Linked DNA regions of Sus scrofa: region 1 is linked to region 2. A link is a contact called in public Hi-C data. All regions are on one chromosome and are shown on one strand. The core of a region is the stretch at or near the end of the contact, and the rest is flanking DNA. Distances in the headings are between cores, read along the strand shown.

Region 1 (4,109 bases), core at 1,523-4,022, 49 kb after region 2:
CTCCACCACTGCAGGGACCCCAGCAGGTGTTTTTCGTTTGAGGGGGGAGGCGTGGTCAGGAGAGCTACAAGAATCACAAGAGGAAATGTCATCTGGATACCAGGAACGTCCTCCGAGCTAGCAGATCCAGAGCAAATATTTGTTTTTCCTTTAATGCCCTCCTGGAGCAGCCATTAGTCCTGCCCGCCCGCCCCTCCCTCTAGACAATCCCATCTGCCCCTGATAATCTCATCTGGGCAAGGCTGGGGATAGGAAATGTAGCGGAGAGAAAATGGGATGGAAGACACCCCACCCCGCAGGCTTTCCTCTGAACCTAGTCCCCCCTCAACAACCTCCGTTCACTTTGAGGGAGGTGGTGGGCTGCTCCCACACCCCGTCCCCCACTGAAGATCCCAAGGCACCAGGTGGGTCCCTCTTCAGGGAGAAGAGTGAAGAGGCAGGAATGGGGGTGGGGTGGAGAAGAGGACTCCTCCCCAGACTGAGAAAACATGAGGGTTGGGAGCTGCTCTCCAAGGAGGAGGGAGACCCTGAGCAGATTCCCAGCAGAAGTATGGCAAGGTTGCGGGGGGTGGGGTGGGGGCACGTCTATGGATCAGGGAGCTTTAGGGCAGGTTCCCACTCCTACTGGTCTTGGCTCCCTGTGTACAAGTGGCCAGAGAGCACCTTCTGAATTCTCTCTGTTCTGATGTAATAAGAGCTGGAATCCCTGCCTACAGCCAATGAGGTTTGAAAACTGAAAGCTGGTTTCTCTCACTCCAGAATCAATGAGATCTCTCTTTTTCTCTCTCCCTCACTCTCTCTCTCTCTCTCACTCACACACACACACACACACACACATGCAGCGACCTAGGTCAAGAACTCAGTGGGATTTCTGAACTTCAGTCTCAGTTTCCAGGCCATCCCAGTTCCCCCAATCCAGTCTGTCCCCCAAAAGAGGCACAAGCCACAAGCAGTTATCCTCCAGCTGAGCCCCTGACAAAGCCTGAGCCCAGCAGTCTCAAGCCTGGAGCCTGACGAGGCCCTCACACTTTATAGAAAGGGAATGAAAAGGAAAGCCAGGAAGTACATGATTGCCCAATAGCTGTAACCTGGCAGCGGGCAACTGGGGACTGTGCCAGGCGTTAGCAGGAAAAACATACTCGGTCCTATTGATGGGGCCATAATCCAGTCTCCTTTCCCCAGAGTCCACTCTCCTTCGCCAATGAAATGACTTCTCGAATTTCAAACCAGCTACTGGCTGCAAAAGCAAACAATCTGGGGAGGTGACTGCTGCCATAGCTGATAAGGCAAACCATGGCCACACACACGGGCACACACACATCCAGGCACATCTCACACCCAGCATGCAACTGGATTTGGCAAAACAATCCCTAAACCACCTGCCCTAAAAGCCTTGTTATAATATAGATGATTTGGCCCCTTCCAGACCTTCTGAGTAAAATCCTCTGAGCGTGGAAGCAGGGAATTATTAAACAAGCACCCATGTGATTCCTGTGTACATAAACTCAAGTTTGGGAACCACTGTTAACTTGGTGAAACTTGCCATCCTTTCAGGGCTGGCCTTCTTTTCCAGATATAAATATCAGTTCTCAATCTCAGGAACAATTTAAATTCATATTTGTATCTCATTCGGTCCTCATAAGCATCCATGACTGAGACTATTTTATTTCATTTTTGCAGAAGGGGAAACAAGCGCATAGAGATAAAGTGAATTGCTCACAGAATATATACACCCCCTCCAAATTAATAAGACATATACCTGAAAAGGCCCCAGTCCCAAAGGTATCCTGAGGCGCACAGTGGACTTTGCACCAGAGCTTGGTTTCATATTCTCAGAATTAAAAACCCATCATAATGAAAGTTGGACTCAGTCTTAAAGCTGGAAAGGGCCTAAAGGTCAAATTCACTAGCACCCCCTGATGGGGTGGTGGTGTGTGGGGGGTAATCTCCATAGTGTGCTGGGCTGCGGAACTATCCACACTTAATTGAGGAATTAGTTACCTCATTCATGTACTCAACGACACACTTTTACTAACCTCCTTCTAAGATCAGGTGTTTTCTACTTCCTTTCCCATCCCAGTCTATTGGATAGATAGTCTGTTACCAGCAAAAATTCCACTTAAAACCCATTTTCGTTCTTTAGGAGCTTTCTCATCCCAAGACAGAACACTATTCCTCGTCCTCTATGCGCCCCGCCTCACTCATTTGGCAATCATCATATGCTGAGCTGTTGGGGTTCTCAGGTCCATGACCATTAGCACTGCAATATCAGAGAGAAGAACTACAGCGGACACCACCAGCAACCCATACACATACGCAACCTTGGTGCAGTAAAGACAATGCGGGCCCCTCCACGGAGCAAGGCACTAGCCTTCGTCCCACCCTCCATCACCCTCCGCTGGCGGCCAAGCCCCGAGACCCCAAGAGCCCCGGAGCCCGGCACGGCGCGCCGGGACAGGGAAGTGCACTTACCAGGCGCCCCGAGCTCTCCCGAGCCTTCTTCACTTTCCCGTAGGTACCCTTGCCCAGGGTCTCCAGGAACTCGTAGCGGTGTCTCAGGTTGTGCTTGTGGTGGTGCCGCTTCACCGCCTGCTTCTTCATCAGGGGTTTGGGCGATTTGAGGAGCCCGTCGGCCAAAGGCCGAACAAGCTCCGCTGCCAGGGCAGCGGTGGCCGAGGGACCCGGGCCGAGGCGCCGGGGGAAAGCCAAGGACTCCATGGCGAGCAGGTGAGCGAGGGCAGAGGGGGAATTGGCTGCACGGGGAGAGGTAGAGCTGGGGAACCCGTCTTACACCCCGGCCGGGAACCCACGGCCACACCAGCGCGCACGACCAGGCGCCGCATTCCAAGTTGTTATAAACGCCCCAAGCCGGAGGCTCTGGCCACGCCCCCCAGTGTCCATCCATTGGCCAGTTCCCTTCTGCGTGTAACCAGGGCCGCCCACACTGGCTTCCCTGGCTCCGGCCACGCCTCCTCCCCTCCGCGCCGCAGGGAAAGGTGTCAATGGAGCCCCGCCCACCTGGGCCCCTGAGGGGCAGGCAAAGGAACAGTGGACAACAGTGGCGGCTACTCGGAGGGGGGGAGGGGAGAGGCTACTGCTGTTGACGCTACTGGGGTCCGGAACCTTTGAGGGCCCCTGAAACTGCTCTTGCTTCTGAGAACCTCTTGGTCCTGGTTAGAGCCACCTGTTCCCCTTCTATTTGCTGTTCTCAGTTAGCAAGGGGCAATATGACAGTACTAGAAGTCTCCAACGTGTTTCTCCGTTCTGAGAGCTTTGCTTCTTTCTAGCAGAAATCTATACAGTCACTTAACCACTTGGATAAGGCCATAAGGAGGAAGGAGGGACGGAATGGGATGGAGACAGACTGCAGTCAAGAGGAAGGGCTGATGGAGAGCTGTTCCAGGGTTCTTGAGTTCACCTCTCCTCAGTTGGATCAACCTTAATTGTATCCCCAAAATGTGGTTCCAAAAAGTACTTCACCAAAGAAGGCTTCTAGGGCTGAGTAGAAGTACCAAATTCTCAAAATGTGGTAGAATTTATGAAATGTTGGAAGGAGGTAGAGAGAGCCAAAAGGAGATATTTATTCATTGCTATGTTTGTTTTTTTTTTTGTCTTTTCAGGGCCACGCACACAGCATATGGAATTTCCCAGGCTAGGGGTTGAATCTGAGCCACAGAGGCTGGCCTATACCACAGCCCTGTGGGATCTGAGCCTTGTCTTTGAGCTACACCACAGCTCACAGCAACACCGGATCCTCAACCCACTGAGCAAAGCCAGGGTTTGAACCTGCATCCTCATGGATACTAGTCAGGCTTGTTACTGCTGAGCCACGATGGGAACTCCGGGAAACATTTAAAAAATACAATACACTCCTCCTATACAACTTGTGTTGTTAAACCAGTAAATAGCTGCCCACCTAAGTTTTTCTTTCTGTGGTTTTGGAGCCAGGTAGATCATGAGGTGTGGCTTGGTTTTTAAGACCTGGGGCAGAATCCCCAGGTCCAGAATCCCCATTCTGAGTGTCATTTAGAGTGAAATGAGAATATCCGTAGGCTCCCCTTCTTCCTTTAAATGTGGAGAGTGTGGGGAGAAAGGAACATTTCTCCTTG
Region 2 (4,044 bases), core at 1,331-3,830:
ATCCTGGGTGGGAGACGGGAGGCTTGTGGAGCCAGGACCGGTGTCACCCCTTTTTCCTCTGCCAGGTACGAGCGGCTGGAGGAGCAGCTCAACGACCTGACCGAGCTTCACCAGAATGAGATGACCAACCTGAAGCAGGAGCTGGCCAGCATGGAGGAGAAGGTGGCCTACCAGTCCTATGAGAGGGCCCGGGACATCCAGGTATGATGGCCTCCAGAGGAGGCTGGGAGTGGGCCAGCTCCACCCCTTCCTCTTAATCAAGACTTCCCCGGAGTTCCCACTGTGGCTCAGTAGAAACGAATCTGACTAGTATCCATGAGGATGCAGGTTCATTCCCTGGCCTTGCTTGTGGGTCGGGGATCCTGCGTTGCTGTGAGCTGTGGCGTAGGCTGGCAGCTGTAGCTCCAATCAGACCCCTAGCCTGGGAACCTCCGTATGCCACAGGTGCGGCCCTAAAAAAGAAAAAAAGTAAAATAAATTAATAAATAAGACTTCCCAGAGTTCCCGTTGTGGCTCAGCGGGTTAAGAACCTGACATCGTGTCCGTGAGGAGGCGGGTTCCATCCCTGGCCTCGCTCAGTGGGTGGAGGATCTGGCATTGCTGTGGCTGTGGCACAGCGATGCGACCTCTAGCCTGGAAACCTCCATGCTGTGGGTGTGGCCCGAAAAAGAAAAAGAAAAAGTAAAAAGCTTCCCACCAGCCTCCCCAGATAGTCATCCTTAAAGGACACAGCCCCCAGCTACCGCCGATCACCCTCTACCCTGCCGGGCCTTGGGAGGAGGCGCCCCATGCACGGGGCAGGTAGGGTTCAGGCTGGGGGTCTGCCTGCCCTGAGCTCCCACACGCCCACCCTGTGTCCCCTGCAGGAGGCCGTGGAGTCCTGCCTGACCCGGGTCACCAAGCTGGAGCTGCAGCAGCAACAGCAGCAGGTGGTGCAGCTGGAGGGCGTGGAGAACGCCAACGCGCGGGCGCTGCTGGGCAAGTTCATCAACGTGATCCTGGCGCTCATGGCCGTGCTGCTGGTGTTCGTGTCCACCATCGCCAACTTCATCACGCCCCTCATGAAGACCCGCCTGCGCATCACCAGCACCGCCCTCCTGGTCCTCGTCCTCTTCCTCCTCTGGAAGCACTGGGACTCCCTCACCTACCTCCTGGAGCACGTGCTGCTGCCCAGCTGAGCGGCGGCCTGTCCCGACCCTGTGCGGTCCCCGGCGCCCAGCTGGCCATGCTTCCCCGCGGGGGGGACCCTGGGGCTCCGGAGTCCCTGGGACTTCTTCCTGTGTCCAGTTTGGCCTCCTGCCCAAACTGTCCATTCCAGCTCCGTCTGCCCCCTTCTCTGTTCTTGCTTTCTTCGGTCCGATGCCTTCTGTCCCTGTTGGCCTGAAGGGAGCCTCCAGGGTCACCCCGGCTGGAGGCGGCAGGGACGTCCGTGACCAAATAGAGCAGGGGACACCCTGATGGACTGTTTTGATTAAATTTATAGTCACACGATGATTTCTCCCAGCTGACACAGATGACATGGTTCAGGAAGGCCAATGAGCATGGGGACAGGGGAGGGCCATGCCTCAGCTTCCCTGGGGGAGAGGCTGGCAGCTCCTGTTCCCTCCTCCAGAGCTGTTTGAGGCTGGATAGTGGGTTGGGCCCTTCTGGGATCTGAAGGAGGCAGGCAGGCTCTCGGGAGGCTGGGTGGGCATGGCTTTGGATTCGTGTTTTCTCTGGAGTTCTTTCTGCCTGTCCCTGGATCTGCTCTTTTCAGGGAAAGAGGCCCGAGGGGCCCCCAGCCTCAGCCCAAGCCCTTAAGGTTCTATTTATTTTATTTATTTATTTATTCGTTCCTTTGGACCGGATCCCCCTGAGCTCCAGGGAGAGGGCCCCGCCCTCACCCCGTCCTCTCTCTGAAGCCAGGGCTGCTTCTTGGCTTGTCAGGCACTTCCATCCCACTTAGCTCTGGATCATCCTGGCTGCGAGAAGTGGGGGCAGGGCCAGCCGGCTCCACCTTCCCAGGCAGCCCCTCGGCCTCTTTTATACGTCTATTTATTTGGTATGTGTGTGTTTGTGTGGGGGAGGTTGTTTGTTGCTTTATTTTTTTAAGGCTCTGGAGTGTTGTGTATGGTTTCTCTTCCCTTCCCAGCCTCCCCGAGGGCGCTTCCAAGAAGAGGGGGGGCTTCTCGGAAAAGGAGAAAGAAATCCCCTTGGAGCAGGGGAGGGCAGGGCCTGCCAGCTATTGTGGACCTTCCCGAGAAATAAATACCCTCTAAATTTTCAAACCATCCTGTGTTGTGCTGATTGATTAGGCTGTTTCCGTGGAAACCACTCAGTCTCTTCCAACACTCAAGCCTTCTGGGTAACACAGCTGGGACCACACCCGTTGGCCTGAGACTTTATCCTCCAGGATCTGACGTTGAACAAGGTGTCATTCACCCTTCCATTTGCTTTCTGCAGCCAAAGCTCTGGCTTCGATGGTAGGGAGGTGAGATGATGCTTGTCCCATCCAGCACCTGCAGAGTGCTTTCTAGGAGGAAGGGAATTGGGAGAGCAGTTCCTTAAATGGGAGAAGATAAGCAGCTGGAGGCCTGGACGGCAAGTCATGCTCAGGTGTGGCCACGAGAGGGCAGCAGAGTCCTTATTCAACCCTTTCCTAGGGTTCGGTCCCAAAGACAAACAAGCCTCTGTTTTGTTTTAATTACTCAATGAATTTATTACATTTATACTTGTACAGTGATCATCACAATCCAGTTTTATAGGCTTTCCAAGTCACAACCCCAGCGCATACCCCCAACCCCCAAACTGCCTCCTTTGGAGACCATAAGTTTTTTAAAGTCTGTGAGTCAGTATCTTTTCTGCAAAGAAGTTCATTCTGTCCTTTTTTCAGATTCCACATGTCAGTGAAAGCATTTGATGTTGGTGTCTCATTGTCTGGCTGACTTCACTTAGCATGATCATTTATAGGTCCATCCATGTTGCTAAGAATGCCGGAATTTCGTATTTCGTTCCTTTTAATGGCTGAGTAATAGTCCATTGTGTATATGTACCACATCTTCTTGAGCCACTCCTCTGTTGATGGACATTTAGGCTGCTTCCATGTCTTGGCTATTGAAAGTAGTCCTGCAATGAACATTGGAGTACATGTGTCCCAAAGACAAGCCTCGTTGGTGTTCGCATAGTCTTACCAATGCTGTCCAGCCAGAGCAAAGATCACCTGGTCACCAGGAGCTGGAGTGTGGCCTCGAGCTTAGAGACCAGGCCCTCAGGGTGTGCCCTCTGGCTATATCTCCCACCCCTGACAGTTATGGGGACCCACAGAAGCCGCTGGATTCCCAGCAGGAACCCTGTGGGAGCTTGATGGGTCCAACTGAGTCTTCTACTAGAAGGAGATACCAAGGCCCAGCTTCATGGAAGCAGGAGGGGTGTACAGAAAGCACCTACCACACAGAGCCCTGGTGCATAGTTAGTGCACCTGTCCAACTCCCATCTCTCTGGGCCTCAGTTTCCACATCTGTAATATGGATGATGCAGCAGCTGCTTATTTCAACCATTCTCTGGTTCTGTAGATCTGAGAAGTCAAGTTACAGCTGTCTCCATGAGCTCGGGTTTGAGGGGAATTTAGGAGTCAGCGACCATGCCCTTAGCTGGATCTGAGAGGGTGCTGTTCTGGCACCGCCAGGAGGGCAGTGTTGCTAGTTCATCTTCACCCTCTGTAACGTGTAGGAGTTCCACCAGGTGACCTTATGGGGCTTTCCAACAATGTCACTCCTGGACCCCCCCCCCCCCCGCTCTTCCAGAGGCAAAACACCGCCCCGGGGGACCGTGAGCTCTTGGGCCTGAAGCCCACATTCCTGGGGCCCAGGTGGGGGGTGGCTGCTCCAAGCTGCAGACATTTCCCACATTCCTCCCCAAGGTCAGGTGCCTTCCCTGCACTAGTTCTTAGATGTCACTGCCGGCCACAGTCCACACCGAAAGGGAGGGCGGGCGGGGGACATTCTCAGCTGATCCTGAGGCTGCAAACACCCCAAGGAGAGGGGAAGATCAAAAGATGCAAAAAGG

What was found. A called contact is a pair of places that touch in the nucleus more often than the background predicts.
Region 1: a Hi-C map of subcutaneous adipose tissue shows a contact between it and region 2, with 4 times the contacts expected there. The contact joins the promoter of NUAK2 here to the enhancer-like site in region 2. A contact is called at or near these places in 5 of 5 promoter capture datasets (fetal liver, fetal skeletal muscle, liver and 1 more), 38 of 47 Hi-C or Micro-C datasets (adipose tissue, alveolar macrophages, blood and 17 more) and 2 of 2 datasets of contacts at active chromatin or transcription factors (alveolar macrophages and skeletal muscle).

The regions. Positions count from the first base shown.
Region 1 is chr9:65,998,893-66,003,001 of Sscrofa11.1, forward strand. NUAK2 (NUAK family SNF1-like kinase 2) reads right to left here and starts at 2,773. Exons shown (of 8, transcript XM_003357391.4): 1 at 2,473-2,773. The coding sequence starts at 2,718.
Region 2 is chr9:65,950,336-65,954,379 of Sscrofa11.1, forward strand. It overlaps TMCC2 (transmembrane and coiled-coil domains protein 2), which reads left to right. Exons shown (of 5, transcript XM_021063276.1): 4 at 66-201; 5 at 867-2,271. The coding sequence ends at 1,178. Among named protein-coding and RNA genes, the nearest start is that of TMCC2, 42 kb to the left of the region's middle. Within about 2 kb of position 2,581, at least 6 of the 83 cell types and tissues checked have an H3K27ac peak or open chromatin away from gene starts, as enhancers often do. A contact at or near this core is called in adipose tissue and subcutaneous adipose tissue, where this site is marked.